Linked DNA regions of Ovis aries: region 1 is linked to region 2. A link is a contact called in public Hi-C data. All regions are on one chromosome and are shown on one strand. The core of a region is the stretch at or near the end of the contact, and the rest is flanking DNA. Distances in the headings are between cores, read along the strand shown. Region 1 has its middle 42 kb from the start of MTURN. Region 2 holds the start of ZNRF2 (zinc and ring finger 2).

Region 1 (6,569 bases), core at 2,015-4,514, 120 kb before region 2:
CCCTGTTCAGCTTTTTATTGTTTCTGCTGCGTTAGGTCTAACTCACATCACAGTCGTGGGATTGACATTTGTCCTTTGCTGGGTGACTTGGCTGAGCTGGGACCCCGTTCCCGAGGAGGGAGATTGGTGGAAAGGACAAAAAACATGTCACAAGCATAGTGGAAGCCCCTGCCGCCCTGAGAAACATTTTAGCAGTGGCTTAACAGCAGTCTCGCTACTACCGCTAGATCTCAGAATGATGTTCCTTGATTCTGTTGAGTGTGGACAAGGTTTGAGGTTACCTGGCTCCCCAGTGTTGCTGCGTCCTTTGTGAGTATGGAATAGCCTGAGGAGGTTTCGATCCTTCTCCTATCAAGCAAATAGTTCTAAGTGAATATTACCCCAGCCGTGTGCACTGTTATGTGTGATAGTTTATTTTAACAAACTTTATAAAGCCCTTTCTAAGTAATGGGCACTGTACTAAGCTCCTTTAGACTCCTACAATACTTCCAACAAAAGGTAGATGTTATCATTGATATCCCTACTTTTTAAAATCTTTCTGTATCTCAAGGTTTGCTTTTTTAAAATTTTATTGAAATATAGTTGATTTACAATATCGCGTTTAATTCCTGCTTCCAGCAAAATGACTCAGTTACGTACACACACATATATATGACTCAATGGACAGGAGTTTGAGTTAACTCTGGGAGACAGTGAAGGACAGAGAAGCCTGGTGTGCTGCAGTCCTTGGGGTCAGAGAGTCAGACCCAACTTAGCAACTAACAACAACAATACACATATAATTTCTTTTTCATATTCTTCTCCATTACGGTTTATCCCAGGATAAATATAGTTCCCTGTGCTGTACCATAGGACCTTGTTTATCCATTCTATTATATACTAGTTTGCATCTGCTAATGCCAAATTCCCAATACTTCCCTTTCCCACACGCCCTCAGTAACCCCAGCATCACTGTGTACTTCTCAGGTGTGCGGATTGGAAAACACTTCAAAGGCAAATTCCATCGACTCTGAGTCTCACTTGCTGGTTTGGATGATCTCTGCCGTTGTTTCCTCCATTAATGTGGGGGAAAAAAAGCCGGCCACATCACATCCCCTAGAAATGTTGGTGCCTCAAACCTGCTTTTCCTGCTTCTGAGGTCCCCAGTATCCTACATAATCCCTCATGGTTCGGATCCTGTGGGACCCAGCAAGCATCCTCGCTGGCAAGTGGCTCCAGAGAACTGGTGCTGGATCCCAGGAGCCGAGCTTTCCTGTTTTCCGAATGATGCTGGCATCAGACGAAGGAGCTGAGTCAACACCAGACCTTTGAGTGTAGGAATTCTCCAGGGAGCATGAAACTGCACGGGATCAGAAAGACAAGGGGACAGACAGTGTCACATGGCAATGAAGAAAAGAGGGGATTTGGATGTGCGTCTTGATTCCTACATAGCTTTGGTCTTTTCAGTTTTGAGTTTCTTCTGTTCAGAAATGGTACCGGCCACTTGGGCTGCAAGGGGCTATAAAAAGACAAACTCTTGAGTAGAATCAACTTAAAACGCGTCTGGAAAATGTCCAGTTTAACAGTTTCTGACTCCCCTAGGCCCTGTTATCAGAAATGGAAATCTAACAACTGAAGGGACACAAACTACACAGCCTCCCCCGACATTGCTCTGCGATGGGATTTCAGGTTGGACTTGCACTTGACCAGGGGCCCCTTACTGAGGACTTCCCCCCTACCCCCACCCTCACCGCACCCAGGCCTGGCTTTGCCACCACACCCAACGGGCCTCCACTCCCTCCTCTCCCACCTCACCTGCCACTGGGCCCTGTATCATTCAAGTGAAAGTGTTAGTTGCTCAGTTGCATCCAGTTCTTGGCCACCCCATAGACTATAGCCCACCAGGCTCCTCTGTCCATGGGATTTCCCAGGCAAGAATACGTGTCCCAATCTGCCACGGCACAGCCAAATTACCTAGCTCCATCCCACCCTGCTGCACACTACCTGCCTCACGTAATCCCACCCTGCAACATGCCTAGCCACCTCGGCTTGTACCTATGCACCCACACACCTACCCAGCTCCCATCAACCCACACGACATATGCCTATAGCCGTTACAGTGACCCTTTCTTAACAACTACCACTGCATCCCAGTCCATCCAGTGACATGATTATCTGCCTAACCACAACAATCCTGACCAAGCGTCTACACATCTCACTCAAAGATGCACTGGAGTGGGTAGCCATTCCCTTCTCCAGAGGATCTTCCTGACCCAGGGATCGAACCCAGGTATCCCTCAGTACAAGCCAGATTCTTTACCGTCTGAGCCACTAGGAAAGCCCTTTATCATTCAAACTTCATCTAAATTTAACATGGAGATGTAATGCAGTCCTTTCATAGACAACATTACTACTTCAGAAATATGTCCTTCATCTTTGCAAGTAGTCTTAACTCATAGGAAAATTCGTGAAGGAAAGCGTTATTTATATTGAACCCATGCCATTTCGTAGCTTTCTTTACAGTATGGTTGAAATTGGTGATTTGGGGACTTCCTGGCATTCCAGGACTTAAGACTATGCTTCCACTGCAGGGGGCATAGGTTCCATCCCTGCTCAGGGAACTAAGATCCCACCTGCCATGCAGCCAAAAAAAAAAAGCAAAAAGAAATTTGGTGATTTGGCAATACTTGGTGATAGAGCTAAACTCTCCAGTTCTCTTGATTTTCTCCTTCCTTCAAAGAGTATTTCTGACTCTGGTCAGCTCCCAAATGACTCCTGTAACCGGTTACAAGAAGTGCTTAGTAAGGGAATATGAGTGGCTTGGTGTAAAGCCCTTGTCGTGAAGGAAACACAAACCAGCACCCTTCTTGTGGTGAGTGAGAAGCATCTTCTTGACCTCCACCTCCCAGGATTTTGAAAAAAGGTCTGTTATCCATCAGTGAGCCAGAGCCAACATCCAGCTCAGTGCTAATGAACTCATCCAGCCCAGCCACATGGTCCAGTCCCTTCAGAACTCTGGCCAAACCTTTACTTAATGCACAAAAGCTGACTCCCGTGGATGCATTTCAAACCTTGCTCTGACTCCACACTCTCTAGCTCTGGAAAAGCATAAACAACGTTGGCCACATGCTCTTGAAAATCCCATTTGAAAGCTAGTGTTGGAGATTCCAGACAGAATTTTGACACAAGACAACAAACACTGAGTTAGGAATGCTGTTTGCCGCTTGGACCTCCTCTCCTGGGGACGGTCCTGCCTGCTGCCCCGGGAGAGCTTTACAGATGTGGAGTTGGGCCGACCAGCTGCTGGGAGATACAATGACCTTGGTGTGTTAGTTCATTATCAAGACAATGGCACTTTTGTGGATTTTCTAGAAATAGAACTTCTCATCTGGTGCCAGAGTGTGCTATGCTTTGGAGCAGTGATGTCACAAGGAGGCAGAAACTAGGGAACTGATCCTCTTGGCAGGGTGACTAATTCTGTTTCCCAACCTCTGGACATTCATCTGATGTCATTCATCTTCCCCACACCTGCCAGCCTGCGGGTGAGGAGAGAGCCACAGCTACAGACACAAGTTCTCATTTCTCTGGCTCTGATGCTCACTTTAGCGGTTCTCAGCCCTCCTCAGATTCACCCCAAATACCCTGAGGTTGGCCTCTGGGGTGTCTCATATGTGTTTGACTGGCTCATCTTTGGTGACACCTGGTGTTTTCCTTGCTGGGTGCACTCACAGCCATCCCTGCTAATGCTGCAAGACTCCCAAGTGGGAGCTGGTGGGCCAGTGTCCACAGACAGGCCCAGTTGTCCTAAAGGCGTCCACTTTGCTGCCACCACCTGCCAGTGTGGGCCCGAGGCTGCCAGCATGAGATAGTGAGACCCTGGGTGTGTGGTCCAGGGTGCTGACCCCAGGGAGGGTGCTACCCAGGTGACAGCCCTGTTTTTATTTATTTTTTGTTCCAGCCATTTGCTGACGGGGCATGAGTCCAAAGAGTTGGACATTGCTTTGAATGACAGATGAGGAATCACTTTTTCATCCAGCCTTTCCTGCTGTCGTCCTGGAACCCAGTTTGTGAGCCTGACACCCTTCCCAGGAGAGGATGCACGGCACAGGTCTTCTACCCCATGATCCCTGGGTGATCCTCCAGGAAGTGTCATCCGCAGATAAGGTAGTCATGAAGCAGCCCTGGCCCCAGACACGTCCTGGTGGGAAGGCAAGGATATATGCTGTGGCCCCTTCTACTTTCTGTGCAATTTCCAAGTCGAGAGAGAAGCTACCCCCCAACACAAGACACTCACTTTCTGGTGGCTTGTGCTGCTCTCCAAGGCTGCCTGGCTGCACACCATCTCTAGGAAGGCTCAGAAAAGGCCCCATTTGAGAAGGAAGGCTGGAGAGTAGGAAAATGGCTCATGTGCCTCCAAGCCAGCAGTGAGAGATTGATGTGACATTGTTCTATTAAAGTTTCTTAATCAGTGCAACCTACTATAATAGGAGCTATAGACTGACTAGCTTGTAAACAACAGACATTTATTTTTTACAGTTCTGGAGATTAGAAGTCCAAGATCAAGCAGATTCAGTGTCTGAAGAGGATCTGCTTGGCTCACGTGTCCTCACGTAGTGAATGGGGTGAGGAAGCTCTCGGGTCTCCTTTTAATGGCACTAATCCCACACGTGAGGGCTTTACCCTCACAATCTAATCACCTTCCAGAAGCCACACGTCCAAATACCATCACATTGGGATTAGGTATCCACATGTGAATTTGGAAGAACACAAACATTCAATCTATAGCATAAAGTCACCCAGGTTTCTGCATCTAGAACTATATATATTCAGCCCCCATCACCTGATTTCAGAGTCATAGGAATCCTGAAACTCGAAGGCCTCTTTTTCCAACACTCTCTGTTTAAAAGAATCTTCCATGCATCCACACCATTCCCCACCCTCCAGCCCCACAACTTAAGTCATCACTAAGGGGGTAGGGCACATTCCTGAAGTCCTCATTATGGCCAGTCCACCAGTGCTGGGTAACTGAGTCTATGAAAGCTCTTAGCACAACTGGCCTTTGGGATTCAATGTTCTTAGAACCTTGTTTGTTCCTTGTTCCATTTTCCTTTCCAATTGGTTCTCAATTCCTGCTCCTAGGATTGCACCCCCTTCTCAGTGCTGTACGGACATACTCTCCCGCTGCAGGCCTGCCCCTCTGCCTGTGGCTATTGAATCAGGCTTTGGTTCCCAGGAATGGTCACTCCAGTCATAGACTTGACCCTTCTGCTTTAGACCCTGTAGAAAATTGAGTGGCATTTCCCTGCTATGTTCAAAGATGCGGAACAGGGATTTTGGTTTGAGAGAGCTGTATTAGAGCTCTGACATCTTCTCAAAGCTGGGCCACTGGGTGGCAGAACTGGGTTCTGATTGGGACCAGGTGCACGGATAGCATTTTCTTCCAGCAGGGTCTGTGTTGACCTCAGGTAGCCCCCAAGTCATGGTAACTTGTTTACAAAGACCCAACTGGAATCTCTTTCCACGGAGATAAGTGAGTCTGAAGTGATAAAACAATCAGGTTCATTCCTCACCAGTCCAACTTCTATGCTGCCTGGCCTTGCTGTGAAACTCAGCACAGCTGCCTGCCGCAAGGGCCTGCCTCCGGTGCTAGCCGGTGATGGCCCCAGGCTAGGGAGTTTGAACAACTGCCCACTGACAGCGCAGGCTCCTCTCCCAAGATTATCTTTCCCACCAGGCCGGCAGCTGGTTCTGTGCAGAATGTATAACATGGTACAGATGCTGTTCAGGCTGCCAAGCAGTGGAAACCCTGCAAAAGACTTCTATTTATAGACAAGGCATTCCTGGGGCACTCAGAGGCTCTCGGGCCTGCTGAGAAGTAGCCAGATTCCCAGCAGGCACTGATGGGTGGGGCTGCAAACCTCTGCCAAAGCAAGGCCTTGTTCTGCCACAGACAATGGTAGGGTGGCCCTGGCGTGATGTCAGATGAGTTGGCAGCCGCAGCTTGTAAGTTCCTGCTCCGACTTTACAGCTGAGCTCTGCCAGATTCAGGGAACTATCTTGGGTTTGGATTTAGGAGAATGAATCGCACCAAAAACCAAGGACTGTCTAGCTCCAATTGACTGAAGTAAGGAAATGGCCATAAACCATAGGTGGCTACTGAGTTCTGACTGTGCCTGATTCTTAAGGGGTAATGTAATTGCCCTCCAGCTGAATGCTGTAGCATGGTGGCCAGGGCCAGTGCAAGACAACAATTGTGGTGGTTTATCAGGTAGCCTGATGGCTTTCCCCAAGACCTTCCTGAAGGCCCAGCTCCTGGAGGGAGCTGCAGTGTGCAGCTGGGATGTTTCTGGTAGAAGCAGCAAGGTTTCCTTAGGCAACATTCAGGATTTCATTCATTAGCTTTTGTTGTTTAGTTGCTAAGTCATGTCCAACTCTTCTGTGACCCCATGGACTGTAGCCCACCAGGCGCCTCTGTCTGTGGGATTTTCCAGGCAAGAATACTGGAGTGGGATGCCGTTTCCTTCACCAGGGGATCTTCCTGACCTAGGGACTGAGACAGCCTAACTATCCCTTCCCCCTGCCTCACTAGC
Region 2 (6,362 bases), core at 2,881-5,380:
ACCCAAGATGAAAGAATTTTGAGTATCTCAAGATTTGAATTGAGTGAGTAGTTATATATATATATATATATATAACTACTCAAGGCAATGGCACCCCACTCCAATACTCTGGAAAATCCCATGGATGGAGGAGCCTGGAAGGCTGCAGTCCATGGGGTTGCTGAGGGTTGGACACGACTGAGCAACTTCACTTTCACTTTTCACTTTCATGCACTGGAGAAGGAAATGGCAACCCACTCCAGTGTTCTTGCCTGGAGAATCCCAGGGATGGGGGAGTTGGTGGGCTGCCAACAGTTGGTGGGCTCCCAGCAGTTGGTGGGTTGCCATCTATGGGGTCACAAAGAGTCAGACACGACTGAAGTGACTTAGCAGGAGCAGCAGCAGCAGCATATATAAATATATATATACGCACACACACAGAGTACATCAATATCTATACATATAGTCTTCTGTTTAAAAACTTGATTCTCATACTTCAAAGTGATAATCATTACGTAAATTACTCATTACAAGTATGAGAAAAAAGACAAAGTATTCTACAGTTTGTACAAAAAAATACCAGTTACTATTATTTTCACATAGAGAACACTTTTAGGCATTTTAAAGATCGAAGGGTCACAGCAGGGTGTCCACTGGGTATCTAGACCATGCTTTGCCACCAAAATACCACATTACAGTTTGGACCGGAGTGGGAAGAATTTTATTCAGTTCAGTTTAGTTGCTCAGTTGTGTCTGACTCTTTGAAACCCCATGAATTGCAGCACACCAGGCCTCCCTGTCCATCACCAACTCCCTGAGTTCACTCAAACTCATGTCCATCGAGTCGGTGATGCCATCCAGCCATCTAATCCTCAGTCGTTCCCTTCTCCTCCTGCCCCCAATCCCTCCCAGCATCAGAGCCTTTTCCAATGAGTTAACTGTTCACATGAGGTGGCCAAAGTATTAGAGTTTCAGCTTCAGCATCAGTCCTTCCAATGAACACCAGGACTGATCTCCTTCAGAATGGACTGGTTGGATCTCCTTGCCAACCAAGGGTCTCTCAAGTCTTCTCCAACACCACAGTTCAAAGCATCAATTCTTTGGTGCTCAGCTTTCTTCACAGTCCAACTCTCACATCCATACATGACCACTGGAAAAACCATTGCCTTGATTAGACGGACATTTGTTGGCAAAGTAATGTCTCTGCTTTTCAATATGCTATCTAGGTTGGTCATAACTTTCCTTCCAAGGAGTAAGCGTCTTTAAATTTCATGGCTGCAGTCACCATCTGCAGTGATTTTGGAGCCCTCCAAAATAAAGTCTGACACTGTTTCCACTGTTTCCCCATCTATTTCCCATGAAGTGATGGGACCAGATGCCATGATCTTCGTTTTCTGAATGTTGAGCTTTAAGCCAACTTTTTCACTCTCCTCTTTCACTTTCATCAACAGGCTTTTTAGTTCTTCTTCACTTTCTGCCATAAGCGGGGTGTCATCTGCATATCTGAGGTTATTGATATTTCTCCCAGCAATCTTGATTCCAGCTTGTGCTTCTTCCAGTCCAGCATTTCTCATGATGTACTCTGCATATAAGTTAAATAAGCAGGGTGACAATATACAGCCTTGACGTACTCCTTTTCCTATTTGGAACCAGTCTGTTGTTCCATGTCCAGTTCTAACTGTTGCTTCCTGACCTGCATATAGGTTTCTCAAGAGGCAGGTAAGGTGGTCTGGTATTTCCATCTTTTTCAGAATTTTCCACAGTTTATTGTAATCCACACAGTCAAAGGCTTTGGGATAGTCAATAAAGCAGAAGTAGATGTTTTCCTGGAAGGTTGATGCAAATATAATTGTGGTTTCAGACCGTGAATTTTAAATCATCATAACTGGGCTCAAGCCCATCTTTATTAATTAAAATAGGAACCATTATAATCAATAATTTTTTCCGACAAGAAATAAGTTTGTTTATCCCTGTAGTATCAAAATCAATACTTAGGGATTCGATGAACTCTTGGAAAGCATTTCCTGCCTTCTGCTGGCTCTGGAAGCATTTTCCCTGCAAAAAGTTTTCGAGATGCTTGAGAAGTGGTAGTCGGTTGATGAGAGGTCAGGTGAATATGGTGGATGATGCAAAACTTCGTAGCCCATTTGTTCAGCTTTTGAAGTGTTGGTTGTGTGATGTGCAGTCAGGTGTTGTCAAGGAGGAGAACTGGGCCCTTTCTGTTGATCAATGTCAGCTGCAGGAGTTGCTGCGTTTGGTGCATCTCATTGATTTGCTGAACATACTTCTCAGATGTGTTGGTTTTGCTGGGATTCACAAAGTTGTAGTGGATCCGACTGGCAACAGACCACCTATCAGTGACCATAATCTTTTCTGGGTGCAAGTTTGCTTTGGGAAGTGCTTTGAAGCTTCTTCTCGGTCCAACCACTGAACTGGTCATCACTGGTTCTCATATAAAATCCACTTGTTGTCGCATATCACAATCCGATAGAGAATAAGAGAAGAACCTAATGTAGAAAAAGAGAAGACGACCCTTCAAAATGATGATTTTTTTTTCATTTTCAGTCAGCTCAAGATGCACTCACTTCTCAAGCGTTTCACCTTTCAAATTTGCTTCAGATGCTGAGCAACTATAGAATGGTTGATGTTCAATTCTTGGGCAACTTCTCATGTAGTTGTAAGCCTCTCAGTTGGTTACTGTCAACTTTCCATGGGCAGCCACTATGTTTATCTTCAGGCTTTTATCTAGTCTGTAAAACTTCTTGAACCACCACTGCACTGTACATTTGTAAGCAGCTCCTGGGCCAAATGTGTTGTTGTGAGTTGTCTCTGCGAACTTGAATAGAAAAATCGCTTGAATTTGCTTTTTCTCTAACATCATTTCCATAGTTGAAATAAATATAAACAAGTAATAAGTCAGCCAAAAACATAAAGCAAGAAATGTGCATTGAAAGATGTACAGCACAACCATATTTAAGAAAGTATTGCAATATCAAATGGAAACTTTAAACAATGCAAAAACCGCAATTGCGTTTGCACCAACCTAGTAGTAATTGACATTTTAGAGAAAGTACAGGGTTTTAAAGCAGCAGGTGCTGTGGCGATTTGATACAAACATCCCAGGTAAGGAAACTAACGTCCACAAAGGTAAAATGATTGCTTACACCTCGTTTTGGTCCCAGACCTAGATAGACCCCAGGTCTTATGAATCGGTTGCAGCTGTCTCCGTGCCACAGTTTTTGCTCTACAGCTGAAAATCATGTTGGATTATCTTTAGTTCTATCAACTCTGCTTTCTCCGCAGTCGGAGTGTTTAAATGGGATAGATCTAATTCAGATCAAGCTGCCTTCAGCCTCCTAGGTTCTTTCTTTTGTTTTCAGTCTTTTATTATCAGATTGGTGAGCTTCTGCTTTACTTAAAACACGCACTCGAAGTAACATCAAGGAGGAAGGTCGAAACCCATTCAAACGCAATGGCTAGGGACACAGGACCGAGACGAACCCAGCCCCAGCTGTAAAAGGTGAAGACTGCCCACTGTCAGGTCCAGCGTCCGAGGGACACGTGCAGGAGGAGGGGTCGTCTTCTGGTTGGCCCCCGGAGGAGCTCCGTCGCTCCAATCAGCGCAGGCCCCGCGGTGGAGAGGGGGCGCGCCCTGCAGGGGAGGGCGGGGTCAGAGACCTGTCCATCACCGAATCCGCGGGTGGCAGCACCTACCCCACCAAGGCACCTAGGCGAGACAGGGCGGGAGCGGGAAGGCCGCGGCGAGGGGGGAGGCGGGGCCAGGCTGGTGGGAGCCAATCCGCCCGGCAGCGCCAGGGGGCAGGGGCGGGGTCACCGTGCGCGACCCAAACACATGGGTTCGGGCGCACCCTGGGGCCGCGCTGCTCCTCCGCCTTCCGGTGCGAGGGCCGCAGTGCCTCCTTCCCTTCTGAGCACCCCCACCTCGTGGTCCAGACCCTACCCACCCCCCCGCCCCTCCTTCTCTGGGGGAGCGCGGTGACGGTTGCCGGGAAGCGCGCGCTGCCCCTCCCTCTCCTCCTGCGTCCTCTCCTCCCGCGCCACCCGTTTTTCCTCCTTCTCAGTTAATAACAGCTGGGTGGCTGGGGGAGGAGGGAAGGTGGCCCCAGCGGAGTCTGGGCGGGCACCTCCCACTCACCCGCGAGCCGCCGTGGGAGCAGGAGGATGGCGGCGGTAGCGGCGGCCGCCCGGGAGGAGGCGGTGCCGAGGGCCCGGGCGCAGAGCGCAGCGGCGGCGGCAGAGAGCGGCAGCGGCCCGTCGCGGCGCACCAGAACCGAAAGCAGCGGCAGCCGCGCAGCCACCTGAGCCGCCCCTCCCGCCGGAGCCAGCGATCGGCGCCCGCGGGAGCCGGGACCTCCTTCCTCTCCATCTCTCCTCGTCTCCTGCGTCCCCAGACAGGCCGTCGATCTCGCTCGTCATCCCTTAGAAAAGCGCGGCGGGCGCCGACCGCCCCCTGGGGCGCCGGGCGGCGGCCCTGGACGTGCGGGCTTGTTTCTGCGCCGGCCTCCGCGCCTCGGCCCTGCCCTCTCGCTCCTGCGCTCGCTCCCGCCCTCCCGGCGCTCCGGGCACTGTGCGCGGGCCCGGCCCGGGGCAGGGCGGACATGGGCGCCAAGCAGAGCGGGCCGGCCGCTGCTAACGGCCGCACCCGCGCGTACTCGGGCTCGGATTTACCTTCCAGCAGCAGCAGCGGAGGGGCCAACGGGACCGCGGGCGGCGGGGCGCGAGCCGCAGCCGCTGGGAGGTTTCCGGCTCAGGTGCCCAGCGCGCACCAGCCCAGCGCCTCCGGCGGCGCCGCGGCGGCCTCGGCGGCCCCGCGCAGCCGCTCCCTCGGCGGGGCCGTGGGGACCGTGGCGTCGGGGGCCCGGGCGGCGCAGTCAACCTTCAGCATCCCCAACAGCAGCAGCGGCCCGTACGGCTCGCAGGACTCGGTTCATAGCAGCCCGGAGGACGGCGGCAGCAGCGGCGGCAGGGACCGGCCGGCGAGCGGGGGTCCTGGAGGGCCGCGCCTGGTGATCGGCTCCTTACCAGCTCACCTCTCGCCGCACATGTTTGGAGGTACGGCCCTTTCCCTCTCTGCCTCCCGCGGGCGGCACGTGGGCCGCGGCTGCGCTTATTTTTACCCTTCTCCTTTTCTCCTTCAGCCCGAGCGCCGGGGGTTCGCCGCGCGGCCGGGCCGGGTCACCCCTCTTTGGGGTGGGAGGGAAAGAGAGAGGGAGAGAGCGCCTCTTAACCCCTGCAGCGCCGCTACCGCGGGACCCTAGTGTTTGGTTTTTGAACACCACGTGCACCCTCACCTCTTCGTGGCTTTCTCATACAGAAAGCCCTTGTTTGCTCCCGGAGGTGAAGGGAGCAAATATTGTTTTAAAAACAAGCGCAATAGCTGGTGCTTGTGGTTTTTAGTAGCAGGAAGTCAGGACCCGTTGCTAAATGTAGTTGTATCTGGTGACTCGAGTGGTGAGCAGTTTTTAAAGGCCAAAAGTCAGAGTCTCAAATGAACAGATGAGTGTTTGGAACAAGAGTTACCGCTTTTGGAGTAACTTATTGTAGAGCTGTAATTCTCATGTCTTGTGTCAGTAGTCCCACCTACTGTGTATGCTTTAATTAGGTGAATGTGTTAATAAAAAGTATGTTTTTAACCTCAGTAAACTGCTACTTTAGATAATGATTAATGTGAGTTCTGCTTTATTTGGACAGAGCATTAAAAAACTGAGAACTGTTTCTTAAGGAAAGAAACCAATAATCATTACAGTTCTGCCTACAAGATGCAGTAAAAGCCCAGGTGTTTTTGAAAAGCAGTGCTCGCTAGGGTTCAAGAAAGACCCTGTGAAAAATGGAAATTTTAGTAGCAAAACGGTATGTCTTTTTGGATTGATAGAAACAGGGGAGGGGTACCCCTGATGTGAGTAAAGCAAATTCGACCTCTTGAGTTGTTTTATGGTTTCTACTTTCCTTCAGAGCAGTTAATGGTAAATGAATTAAGACACTCCCTTTCCAGTTCATGAAGAGTAGATGTTAAATCTGGTTAGAGATGCAGACAATAGAAGAGAAACATTTCCATATCATTGCTTTCTTTACACATCATGATATTACCTACAGTTACAGTTGAGCACAGGTGAATAGTGAAAACACTTATCTTCTCTTTCTCTGCTTCCTTTACTCGTGTTTATAAATGTGAGAAATTTGAGCAGGCAGTTGATAAAGTGAAATGTTCAATAATGTAATTGCTCTGATGTTCTGTACTATCAATATTCACATTAGCACAAATTTAAAATGGAGGCGACATGTTTAGTTTCCCCCATCTTTTTAATACCTCTTTGCATATTCAAAATATAAAACAACTCTTTACTTTTATTTTAATTACTTGT

Evidence for each region. Hi-C and Micro-C count contacts between places; a contact is called where the count stands out from the background.
Region 1: a Hi-C map of hypothalamus shows a contact between it and region 2, with 3 times the contacts expected there. The contact joins the enhancer-like site here to the promoter of ZNRF2 in region 2. A contact is called at or near these places in 3 of 16 Hi-C or Micro-C datasets (hypothalamus, liver and tail adipose tissue).

The regions. Positions count from the first base shown.
Region 1 is chr4:67,706,801-67,713,369 of ARS-UI_Ramb_v3.0, reverse strand. No RefSeq gene overlaps it. Among named protein-coding and RNA genes, the nearest start is that of MTURN, 42 kb to the left of the region's middle. Within about 2 kb of position 3,264, at least 9 of the 54 cell types and tissues checked have an H3K27ac peak or open chromatin away from gene starts, as enhancers often do. A contact at or near this core is called in hypothalamus, where this site is marked.
Region 2 is chr4:67,587,904-67,594,265 of ARS-UI_Ramb_v3.0, reverse strand. ZNRF2 (zinc and ring finger 2) reads left to right here and starts at 4,130. Exons shown (of 6, transcript XM_060414779.1): 1 at 4,130-5,052. The coding sequence starts at 4,599. LOC121819405 (a long non-coding RNA gene) reads right to left here and starts at 5,187. Exons shown (of 2, transcript XR_006059637.2): 1 at 4,669-5,187; 2 at 1-3,631.